2 separate regions of the Mus musculus genome follow, and region 1 is linked to region 2. Evidence: chromatin contacts called from public Hi-C data. All regions are on one chromosome and are shown on one strand. The core of a region is the stretch at or near the end of the contact, and the rest is flanking DNA. Distances in the headings are between cores, read along the strand shown.

Region 1 (6,232 bases), core at 2,707-5,206, 190 kb before region 2:
ACCTTGGGGCTCCATGCGATAGCAAGTCACTCCAGTACTGTGACAGAGAAGTAGCCTGATCCCAGGCCAGTTCTGGGAGGATGGGTGTGGCCACTTGGGGAAGACATGGCTGCAAGAGGCCAGGTAGGCCCAGCCTGAGGCGCGGCTGCTTCCTAGAGGAGTAATGGATGGCTGCCCATCAGCTCAGGAGCTCGGTAGCTTCTCTCTCTGCTCCACAATGAATTCTTCCCCAAGGACAAACTCTATGATGAGTCCATGCCAAACCATCAGAGGACGATGCATTCCCCATGAAAAATGCCAAACATCACAGAAAATGAAGGCAAGGGAAATGACAGATGTGAACCTTCAAGGCTTGTGCAGTCCCCTCCAGCCGCACCTGTACCTCTCAAGGCTGGGCGTCTTCCCCGGATCTGCTATCAGTGCTCGGTGTGCTCTCATCCTTGAAACCCAGCAGGGCAGAGAGACTTCCTATTAGCCTCCAATGTGCCATCAAGAGAGGTTAAGCATCGCTGAGGGGTGAACAAAGGAGCTTTGGTTCTGAGGAAAAGGGACAAGTCTTTTCTTGACTAAGAAAGATTTGTGAAGGAGAAAATTATGTCTTAAGTAATAACAATGTGAGGATTTTTTTTAATACAAAGAATTGACTTTAATTCTCCAAGACTTTTTTCTTTGAGACAGAGACACCAAATATCCAGAACACAGTGTGTAGCTGTGGTTTGATGGAAGGTTGCAGTTGGCTCTCTGGAGACTCACTGAATCAGACCCTAATTGTAAATATCTGTGGTCTCCTTTTTCAGCCACTAAGTTGATAACATCTCAATGCACTAGAAGACAGTTTGGAGTCACGCTGCCTGCTCAGAAGGGCTGGCTCAGGGCTAGAGCCCAGAGCATCGGGTTCTGACTACCTGGATGAGAAGGCTGGTATATCATGTTGCTAAAAGCTGTGCAGAAGCAAGATTCTGGGTCTAATTGTACCTGGATTAGAGGCCACAGAATCCAGACCACGTTGTCCTTGTCACTAGAGCAAACTTATTCAGTTTGGCCTTCACACAGTGAGGAAAGGCTTTGTGGAATCTCTGGCTTTAAAGGTCTGAATCTCCTATTATTAATAATTTAAAAGAAAAGATCATTTCTGTTGACTTTTGTTTGTTTGGTGGTAATGGGGGGGTAGGAAGCCTTTTGTTTAGTTTTTGAAATAGGATTTTATTAGGATTTTTTTTACTAGGATTTTATCCTAGGCTAGTCATGTAGCTGAGTACAACCCTTAACTTCTGATCCTATCCCTACTTCCCAAATGCTGGGGTTACAAATGTTAACCCCCATATTTATGCAAGCCTGTGGATCTAACTTAGGCTTCCGTGTATGTAACAAATACTCAACTACGTGAGCTATGACTCCAGATCTGATTTTAGGGGTTTTGAGACAGGACTTTACACGAAAGATTAGGTTGTCTTTGAACTCATGACAGTTCTGACCTCCCCTTCCAGAGAGCTGGGATTACAGAGTACATATGTGAGGCACTGTACTCAGCTCTGGCTTTTCAAATGTGCATTGTTGGTCATGGACTAGAACATGGGAATAGCACTCCCTTTGCCTGTTGGTTTGTTTTAGAATGAGATATCAAGAGGCAGCCCTTTGGCTATAGGAACAACTGTTTCCTCTTTCTCTTCGGAAGCCAGCAGAGAAAACTCAGCACAGAACCAAGGATGGAGAAATTACAGCAAGTAGAAGGGGAGAGAGAGAGTCCACGATGGCCTTGGACTTGTGGGGATGAAGGGTTGCTTGAAGCCTTAGGGAGATTCTGGGTGAAGGAAACAGACTACCGAGTCTGGACTCTCTTCTGGGCATGGGTGCTCTTGCCGAGAGAGCAGATCCTAGAGCCCAGGACAGGACATCCGTACACATGACTGTCTTTGTTACCTACACACAGCAGGATGGCATGGACTATTGGCTACTCCGATACTGCAAAGGCCTTCATTTCTTTTTCCTTTCTTGAAAGGGGCTTTCATGGATCTTAAACTGGCCTCCAACTTACTATGCAGCTGGAGAATGGCCTTGAACATATGATTCTCTCTGCTCCTCTTCCAGGCTCGCGCCACCATGTCTTGTTTACACGGGGCTAGAGAGCAAACCCAAGATTTTATACTTACCTGGCAAGCACCAGTCCCTACTACAGGGACCCATTTCAGCACCTGAATTTCTCAGTTAATGGCTGAGCGCTGGTGACATCTTAACTGAAACCGAGGCTATAGCATGACCAGGGTGGCACATGTCAGCAAAAGGCCTCAAAGAGATGCGCTCCAAGTGTAGCCTGAAGCTGTGTGGGGTGTGGAGGGAGGATTAATGGAGTGCAGAAGAGAGAGGAAAGAGAAGGCAAGCAGAAAAGATGCTGATAGGTAAAGGAAGGAGAGGGGTCAAGACAGAAACCATTGTTTGAAAAGAGAGGAGGCAAAGAAACAAAGGACAGATGCCTAGTAGCAGGTGGGTAGAAACAGGAGGAACTGCCTGAGGAAGGGCTGGCCTGGGTCTGGGTCCGTTCCACTTCCTACACAGGAAGAGGCATCATTGCCCTGTTCTCTGAGTCGGACCTCCCTGCAGAGTAAGCCCTTACTTACTCAGAGAGGGAGGCAGACACACCTCCCTCACCATAAAACCAAGGAGAGAACAGGAACCAGGACAGACAGGCAGCAAGGACAGTCAGACACAGAAGTTCTTGGCTGGCTAGAGCCCTCTCATAGACAGTCATGCTGCAGCAGGGCCTCTGCCCTTGACCCAGGACTCTAAACTCAATGGTGCACATAGGCACCAAGGGGCCCACCCCAAAGGTGTCTAGTACTGTATCTCTGAAACCTCAGTCTGTTGTACGTGTGTGTGTGTGTGTGTGTATGCGCGCGCATGCGCGTGCATGTATGAACATCAATATAATTACTGCTTCTACCCTGAAGAATTTGATTCTGTTTCTCCATCTTAGAAACACTCTAGTCACGCTCCGTAGCCAAGCTCTAGTGCATGGTGAATGAGACATTGCCTGCCCCTGGTGCTGTGTATTGTACAGCACAGCCTGCCACACTGTATGGTAGAGGACACAGTGACTGTGCATGGTGCTGTGTATTGTACAGCAAGCATGCCTGTGCACAGTGCTGTGTTGGACAGCAAAGCCAGTCACACTATACATTGTGCGCAAAAGCTTTTTGGCTTGCTGAAGCATTCCTGATGTGTTTAACCGCAGTTCCACCCCAACTCACCTCCTCCCTCAGCCCGTCTGGTTTCACCTCACCAGTGCATTCACACATCTCCATACACTCTCTATCCCACTTGTACCATGACCTACAAGTCACACCACCCACCTCCAACCCAGCCCCCTCCACCACCTCTCTACCCTCCCCACCTCCACCTACCCTTTACCTTCTGCACCCTTCACTGCACCCTCCCCCACCCACCCACCTGCACCTTAATTCTGCCTGAGCCTGAGCACAGCTCTCATCTCCAGTAAAGAGCTGCTCCCAGCCTCTGGCAGACCATTGTACTTCCTGTTCTCAGTGGCACAGCCCTTATGCCACCGCATTCCAGTCTATGTTATCCTTTGTCCACCCACCCCACCTCCTGTCTCCTCTCCTGTCCACAGAGAGCTCAGGACAGAGACTCTACAAACACCATCAGAGAAGGGCACAGTGGCTTGCCTGCAGGGGGAGCCACAGAGCCACCAGCTCAGACAGGACCCACCAAGGTCCAGCCAGGACACCCCACCAAGAACTGGAGTAGTTTTCTTTTTTCTTCTCATCTTCCAGGTCATCTCCCTGCCCTGCACCAGCAATGCTTTTTGAGAAGAAAGAAATACCGAGTTAACATTCCTTAACAGCAGATGTGCCATCATGTAGAAAATAAAGCTCTCCCTCGGCGCTCTGCGTTGGTGTGCCTCAAACAGTTCATTCTGGAACCTGTCGGTTTCACATGCTCTCTGTTGCCATGGTAATGCTTCAGTTCGAGCTGGGAAACACTGGCACACATTACAAAGGATGGCCCTGAGCCTTGCTCAAAAGTCCTCAAACTGAAATGGAGCCTTTACATGGAAGGCTGAGGCCTCTAATTCAAATGTTGGCTGACAGTGGCAAGCTCAAGGCAAACAGGTGCACACAGAGCTGAAAAGCTGTGGCTTCAGGACTTTTATTTGTCAAAGAACCATTGACCCCATTGCTGGAAATGTTTTCAAGACAGGGTATCTTTCTGCAGCCCAGTCTGGGTTGGAACTCACTATGTAGCCCAGACTGGCTGCAGGCTCTGAACACACTCTCTCTGCCTTTGCCCTACTAGTGCTAGAATTATAGACATGAACCACCATACCCAAACTTAGAAAAGATTTTAACACCTGCTTTGCCCTCTCTGCTTTCAGGCAAGAGGCACTTTATCTCACTATAATGACTTAAGGACCCAGAATCCATAAACATATCTAAATGAAGTCCTTGTGAGCACAGCACAGTAATGCCAGCTCATGGGCATCAGGCTTGGGACCCTGCTTCTCATGAGCTCTCACTAGCATGCCAAGTGTGTGTTCTCTCCCATGTGGAATGATCTCCAGGAATCTCCAAGGACAGCCAAGGAAAGGATAGATGGATGGATAGATAGATAGATAGATAGATAGATAGATAGATAGATAGATGAGAGCTGAGTAGATAGAATGCCAATACACTATGAATCTTGTTAGGTATGGAAGCATAGTCACATTTAAACCTTTTAGTTTTAAAGACACAGACAAAAGCATCTACAGGTGAAACAGGTGTCCGTTATTGACAGTGGTAAGCAGATAGGAGAATCTGATAACATATTGATAATTGTAGGTAAGGATAATGATTAGATTGGTTAATTGTGGTGTCTGTGCCTCTTCAAGTACATTTAAATTTTAAATTTTTTCATAACAAAATTTAAAAGAAAGATAGGAGACACATTAACAAAACCAAATTAAGACTTAGGGACTGTGGAGGAAGAGGGAGTAGAAAGACCTTAAAAACCAGAGATCAAAAAGGACTCTGGTGAAACAGTATTTTTTGGACATAAAAATACCACAGGACTCATGAACTCACAGCACATGTGGCTGTCCGCACAAGACCTGTACAAGAACAAGCCAGTCTGCAAGCTCACAACCTCCCACCTGTAGCTATGGAGCTATTGGCAGTTAATGGCTCCTTGGGAAGGCAGACTCAGTTTTCCTTAAGGGTGTATCTTCTGGTAGGTCCACAACTCTCCAGTGGGTGACCTCAAACCTATGTGAATATAGGGAGCACACACTGGATTCAGTGGGTCAGAGGAGGAGAAAAGGAGGAAAGGAGAGGAAGAGAAGGAAGAGGAGGAGAGGGAGGAGGAGAAACCCATATAAACAAGACTGGATCAGTAGCAGTATTAATGGACATATCAGTGTAAAAGGAAGAAAATTTCACAGGGTTCCACCCCTAGGCAAAGAACTGTAGGCAATTGGGCAATTCTTGACAGCTGGGATGAAAATTAGCCTTTCCAGCAATGAGTGCTTTTATTGGTTGTTCAATACAGAGTGATCAGCCTTGAAACCATATACATACAAGCATCAATGTGCGTGTGTGTGTGTACACAGATGTATATATGCACACACACACACACACACACACACACACACACACACACACACAATATAACCAGAGAGAAAGAGGCGATCATCTTGAGAGTGGGAGGGCATGGGAGGGATTTGAGGAGGATATCTAGAAGAGACTTGAGGGAGGAAAAGAAAAGGGGAAGCTGTATAATTCTATTTCAACTAAACACATTTTTTAAAAATATAAATTTCCCCATGCTTTTCTTGAATCTAATCCCTGGCTAACTCAGCCTTCCTACTTTTGTAACTAGATGCTGTAAACTAGTGGTGTTTAATACTGATTGTCAACTTGGTAGATCTAGAATCACTTCAGAGAGAAACCTTTGACCATGTCTTTAAGATATATATAAGATATATATAGACTGGGTTAACTGAGGTGGGAATACCTATGCTTAGTATGGGCAGCATGTTACACATACTCCATGGCCTGGGGTCCCAGACTGAAGGAAAAGGAGAATGTGAGCTAAGAATCAACAGTCATCTCTGTCTGCTTCTTCACTGTGGATGTCATGTGATCTACTGCTTCCAGTCCCTGCCGCCATGACTTCCTTCACAACATCAGCTTGTACCCTTGAACTATAAACCAAAATAAAGCCTTCCTCTCCATATAGG
Region 2 (6,591 bases), core at 221-2,720:
TAGAAATCACACTGAATGGGCTCCAGTGATCCCATCCAAATTCTTTCTTGCCATTACCAATTTCCACCAAAAAAAAAAAAAAGAAAGGAAGGAAGGAAGGAAGGAAGGAAGGTGGGAGGAGAGGGAAGTAAGGAGGGAGGGGAGGGAGGGAAGGAGGAAGGAAGGAAGTAACGAAGGAAGGAAGAAGAAAAAGAAATAAGTCTGTCTTAGGAAGAGGAAAAACACTGAGGCCTGCTCTCATTTAGGAGGCTAGGGCCACCAAGTCTGCTTAGGATAGTCTAGGGAGCCCTGAGGTGCCTATGAACCCTCTGGAGTTTGAGACTCAGTTTCCATGAGATAAGGTATATGACAACAGACACCCATCTCTTTTCCCATCCTCCTCTCATTAACAAGCACAGAGCTTCACCCATGAACAAGCCACGGGATCTGTATGAATGCTGGGACCTCCCAATCCAGGCTGTGAAACCTGAGACCCTTTCCCTCCTTCCAGGGAGGTCAGGCTGATCAGCAAGTGGAGGGTAATTGTTGGGAACTGAAAAGGGGCCAGGACTATCACCTGCCTAACAGACCAGAACTGTGTTAGAAACAAAACAACTTTGAGAAGATACACCTGGTCTTGCAACACTGGTCTAACAGTTAGATCAAAATTCTTCCTCCCAATTCAGACTGACTAAATGTTGGCTCAGGTGACAAACTGAAAGGTGCAATATAGAAACAGTCACAGAGTCAAGGGAGGACTAATCATGTATCCCCCGATGTTTGATTCCACCATTTATATTACCCTGGGCCTCAGCTGTGGCAGGTGTTTTCATTAGAACACAAGGGAATGGGAACAAATGGGTCAAGAGGCCAGGAGGTGGGGCTGCGCATTAATTAGGACGTGACAGGACCACAGGAAGACTTGGGTAGAGGGAGCTGCCAGACGCAGTGAGGCAGAATGTAGGAGACTTTTTAATGGGGCTCCTGAGCCTGCACACACTGTAGCAAACTCTCCAGAGCGCAATGAACTCAAGACACTGCATACAGAATACTCCCTGGGCGGCCTGAGGTTTCCAAGCCATTTGAAAGCCTCTCAGTACACAGCAAGAGAAATCACTTCCTGAACTCCTAGCTCTAGCGCGATGAGGGCATCCCTGGCAGTACCTAGGAGAAAGATCCCAAGCCCTGCTTGCCGACTTCTACACTGGTGGCAAAGCACACACATGCCACCCTAAAGCAGACAGAGTGCTGATTTTAAAAACAGAAAACAGAATTTGAAACTAGATTGTCGACTCTTCCTCCTGAGTTGTTTGTAGAAGACTGTCTTCCAAGCCAGTCACACAGTGAACTTCACATGCATGACAAGGTGACCTGCAGGCTACACAGCTTCAAGCTGCTGCTCCAAATTCAGCATCAGCTTTACCACACCACCCACCTTCCCACTGGCACTCCCTGGAAGCCTTCTGTACTCATCGTGATAGCCACTAGGGGGATTCCCGGGCCTTGGCACACCACCATGCCCCTGCACCAAGGTTACTCTGGTGAACAGCTAGCTGTCTACTGCCTGCCTTCCCCACACAATTTCAAGGGAGGCCAGGACTTCACACTGGTTGGCCAACAGCTGTTCCAACGTGGCTGTACCCATAGCACAATGAACAGAAAGTAGGACAGCCTTAATAGCCAAAAGTGAGGTAGAAGGGAGGCTCTGAGGGTCCACAGCAAGGGATACAGGCCCTATGACCCAGCTCCTCCCCTTGTGAAATGCTATGAAGAGAGTCTCAGTCAGTCTGGCTGCTGTCAGCCTCACCACAATTTTATAGAACGCCAATTTGGGGATCTTACAAAAGCCTGATGTTGAATATACTTTTCGCTTTCAGCAATAATCCGTACAATATGAGCCTGAGAACTTTGGAGCTCTATGGAGGGAGGTGACGGAAGGAAGGGGCCAGAGGTAAGGTTATAGAGGGAGGGATGGTGTGGTCCTTGCAAGCCAGAGCCTGGGGTCTACACAAGCCCACTGTAGATGAGCCATCTGAGGGAGGGCCAACCCCCTGCCTGGGGTACAGAGAGCCAACAAGCCAGAGTAAACCTTATATTTGCCTCCCTCTTTCACCACCTCTGATGTGCACCAAGGACTTAGGCTTGATCACACTGATCTGGTGTGTGCCTTGATTTCAGGTGAGTGCCAAGGGGGTCAAGCCAGGGCCTTGGAAGGAAATGGGAGATAATGTGCTCTTGGTGGGATGAGGAGATGAGAAAAAGGCAGACCTTGCTAGCATGTAAAACCCTAGGGTCTCAATTATCAGGTGCCACAGCAAGAGCCTGAGCGGTCCCTAGCCACAGCTCCTAGGAGGGCATGCTGCCTATCCCTGGTGCATACAATCCCTCTCCACCAGCCCAGGAGGCCCCAGCAGGAGCACTGAACACAGTCAGTATTTCATCTGTGCCTCGTGCTGTCAGCTCCTGTGGTTCTAATTTCCCGAGGATGTAGTGCTGACATGATCTACGCTCTTCCTGACATTTCACCTTCCTCTGCTGAAAAATTCATGCTAGTCCTCATGTAGGACGATCTTGCCCAAGCATAAGGCAGGAGATGTATGCTGGCCACCCTCACTCATATCTGCTGCCATTTGCCCTTCTGCAACCATGGATGGAGCTCAGAAAGTCGTCGTTTGCAGACTTTAAAGCCTCTAATTTACCGACCAGCTGCCAGGGTTCTCTGTTAATTTTAAGGACATAGCCCATCTTTACTCTTCCTGAAGTCCAGCTGCTGAGGTTCCCTAGCTTCACAGCATTGCCTCTTCTACTCCCGCCACTTTGTCTGCTGAGACAAGGGTCCAGAGTGACAGGCAGAAGAGCCTGAGGAGAAAGCCTAGGCAACCTTAGCTTCAGTCTGGGGGCTTGTCTCGGTTGCCTTGGGCCTGCTGCTGTTTCTATTCCTGAACCTTTCCTGACCCTAACCAGTACCCTGGAAACAAGCCTGATCCCAAAGACCCTAGCTGTGTGTTCTGATGAGGTCACTCTGATGACCTCCAACACCCATAATGCCTGCCCTGGCTCACCTTATCATGCCCAGTCTCACACTGTGAAAGCTCCAACCCTGCATTGCCTACCTAGCTTCCTTCACACTACCTTGCCTTAGACTGCCTGGAGGCTCAACCTGAGGTGCTCACCAAACTGCCAGTCAACCTCCTTTTATCCACAGGACCAGTGCAAAGTCCATCACTCACTCACAACTTCCCTGGCAAGTTACCCAACCACGTCCACACAGCCCTTCCAGCTGTATGACACAGAGCATACGAACAGAAATGTATACACCTCCGCATCATTTCTCACCATCCCCATGTCTTCACCACCACCATCACCTCCCACCATCCTTAACTCTACCCCTGCCAACATCACCACCACCACCATCCCTACAAACACCAGTAATCCACCATCACCAGCATCCCAACTACCACCACCATCCTCACATTATCCCGCCATCATCAGAACTATGACTCTACCTGGCCCTCACCATCTCACCCCCACCCCATAACCACCATTTACATCATCACTCCCATCACTCCCACCCCACCCTCAACACACTTCAAACGACGAATGAGGCCAAGCACAATGTGAACTCACAGATGACAATTACACCTGATTTTTCATACTCATGAACAAAGTCATGAGTCAAATGCATGATCCAGCCAACAATGTACTCTGAATATAAAAGTGGTCCCATAAGTTTATAATAGAACTGAAGAGTTTCTGCCACCTAGTGATTACTGTTGCCACCATAATGTCACAACAAAATATATGACAAATTTGCAGTGGTACTGATGTGAATGAAGCCATTGAAATGCCAGTCTATAAAAGTCACAGCACATAAACTCGTGTATAGTGCACAGTACTGGATAACCATCAATTATGGTATTAGATTCTGTACTTACTAGATTTCTACTATTATTTTTTAGTGTATTCCTTCTTTTCTTTTATTTTTTTCTTAAAAGTCAGAGTCACCTTTCGAGCCGTGGGGTTTTTGGTTTTGTTTTTATATACCTGTAATTCCAGCACTCAGGAGGCTGAAGCAAGAAAATCCTGACTTTGAAAGCATTTGGCTTCAGCCAGGGCTGTATTAGTGAGACTGTTCCAGATCACCGTGAAATGCCTATGGAGATCCTGTCCCAAACAAACACAATCAAAACTAAACTAAACAAAACTCCAAATCAGAATGCAGTGTCCTAACAGCAACAGACTTGCCCCCTTGGTATTATGAGGTCTCTCTTTGTTTTAGGAGTGATGACCCTCACCACCCAGCTCTGTGTACATAAGCTCTATGCCCTTTGTGCAGAAAGACAGCCCAAGCAACATGTTTCTCAGAGAACATCCCACCTTCTTGCAACGTCTGATGCTCTGGACTGAATCTTACTTCTCATGGCCGAGGCATGCATGGTTCATGAACAGAGATCTCCTTCCTCAAGCTACCTGCTCTTCAGTTTCAAGCTTTTCTGTCTTAATTGGGGTTTCCTTTTCACAGGAAAGTCTTTTAATAATTGTTTTCTCCCTCAAGAGCTAGAACAGAAATAACTTCAAGCCAAGCCCACAGAGGAAGCTCTACAGCAGACACTGGCTGCTCAGCCAGGCTCCTTCACTCTGGAATCTACTTTACAAAGGAGGCTCGACCTCTTCTGGTCACAACACCATGCCATACCCAAGGGACACCCAACAGTAAGCAGCTCAAAATGCCTGCAGGATGCCACTTCTAGTTAGAAACACAAAGCAGAGGCGTGCAACCTGGGGGCCCACATGTGCTCTACATGGGGTATGGCTCTTGGAACCCCAAGAATGCAGAAATGTTGAGAGACAGGTTGCCTCACAGCTGCTGTGAGAACCTAATGGCAGCAGAAGGCCCTACCCAAACCGCTCCATAAATAACAAAGAAAAAAGACATCATGACTGTTACAGATGTACATATGTTAAAGCCCCAAGTCCCAGGAGACCACGTATGGAAACAGGCTCCTAGGAAAGAATTAAGGTTCAATAAGGGTCGGGCGGTGACCTAACATGACTGGTGTCCTTATAAAAGACAGGCAGAAGAGAATACAGAGACAAGACCGCTGAATACACAAGCCACAGAGAAGGCCATGAGAGACATGAACTGCTAGACTGTCCTCTTGGACTTCCAGCCTGCAGACCCATCAGGGAGTAAGCCTCTGTTGTTTTTAACCCCATCCAAGGAGGGCTGCTGCACAGCAGAGAGGACGAGCACAGAGCCTCGGCACCTTTGTGAAAGGGTACACAATACTAGGGGCAAGGGACCACCTCAAGGCCACCTTCCTAATGCAGAGTCCAGGCCTCCAAAAGCCAGGGAGATTGCATGCTCCTACTCTGTATCTCCAAAGCGGAACTGCAGATGCTTCGGGAGAGGTGAGGGCCAAGGACAGAGAGCAAGTACCAGGCTGTGGGCGAGCACAGTAAATGACCCATCTGGAGTGGAGGCAGGAAACTGGAGGAAACAGACACAGTGTTTTTTATGGTCTTACTGGAAAAATTAATTCAGATTGGGTTTTGTCAAAGCACCCCCATGGGCTGAGACCAGGAGGAAGGACTATAAACAAAGCACACTGACAAATGGCAGAACACCGAGCTTTGAGGGGCGTCCGGGGTGCTATGGGACCAGGCCTTATTTAACATCTTCATTAGTGATCTGGAAGGAGCAGTAAACAGCACATTAATTACACATCCAGATGATTCTGAATTTGGAGGTGCTGCAGAAAGTCAACGAGGACAGAGAAATGACACAAATGGGACCCAGAGGCCTTTGCGAGGAGCATACTTAGTATCCGAGGCTCTGGCTCACATAAAACAGAATGCTAAGAACACTCTGTGCTCTGGGTCAACATCCACTGTCCAAGTAGCAGTGGCCAGGCAGATGCAAGTCAAGTCCTCCCCACGACTAAATGGTAAAAAACAATAGCACTTAAAAAAATGCTGCAGTCCACATTCTCCCTGGCTGTTACTCAAAAGACTCAGGTCTCATGCGACACCGAATCCTCAAGCTTGAAAGCCACACTCAGCCAAGGTCACTGGGGTACAAGTGCCGAGGTGGACACACAGAAAGGGAATGATTAGGCCTCTCTGGACAATACTTGCGTCCCTAGAACTTTATTCCATTCTAAAGATATAAAAGACACACGTTTAGTGCCTTTGAACTCATGACCTCTGAAGGCCAATAGTAAAAGTTACTATAAACAAAACATGAAAGTGACAGTTACAGCTCAACTCCACAGGACAAAAAAACAAACAAACAAACAAAAAACAGTAAGAAACACAATGTGAATTTACAAAACGTACACCCCAGAAGCAAATAATGGAGGCCTGGGCCATTGTGCCAAATGCTGTTTTCTTGGAACAACAAATTCAGAAGGGCCAAAATCCCGAACATACTGCTCTGGAAAAAAATTATAAAATTACTTTTTAGAAGACATTTATTTACATATTACAAGGGATTTATTGGTAGAAAGAAAAACATGCAGAATACGACATCAGCTACATTATAGCAATAAAGTCTCATATTTGTGCAAAGCATAAACTCTCTGGGATAACAGCAGTGATAACTGAAATAAG

The links. Hi-C and Micro-C count contacts between places; a contact is called where the count stands out from the background.
Region 1: a Hi-C map of cerebral cortex shows a contact between it and region 2, with 2.5 times the contacts expected there. The contact joins two enhancer-like sites. A contact is called at or near these places in 5 of 484 Hi-C or Micro-C datasets (cerebral cortex, embryonic stem cells, nephron progenitors and 2 more) and 1 of 115 datasets of contacts at active chromatin or transcription factors (neural progenitor cells).

What each region holds. Positions count from the first base shown.
Region 1 is chr12:28,972,400-28,978,631 of GRCm38.p6, reverse strand. All of the region lies in intron 1 of Gm31508 (predicted gene, 31508), which reads right to left. Among named protein-coding and RNA genes, the nearest start is that of Gm31508, 65 kb to the right of the region's middle. Within about 2 kb of position 3,956, at least 54 of the 459 cell types and tissues checked have an H3K27ac peak or open chromatin away from gene starts, as enhancers often do. A contact at or near this core is called in cerebral cortex, where this site is marked.
Region 2 is chr12:28,779,405-28,785,995 of GRCm38.p6, reverse strand. All of the region lies in intron 3 of Eipr1 (EARP complex and GARP complex interacting protein 1), which reads right to left. Among named protein-coding and RNA genes, the nearest start is that of Gm46345, 16 kb to the right of the region's middle. Within about 2 kb of position 1,470, at least 61 of the 459 cell types and tissues checked have an H3K27ac peak or open chromatin away from gene starts, as enhancers often do. A contact at or near this core is called in cerebral cortex, where this site is marked.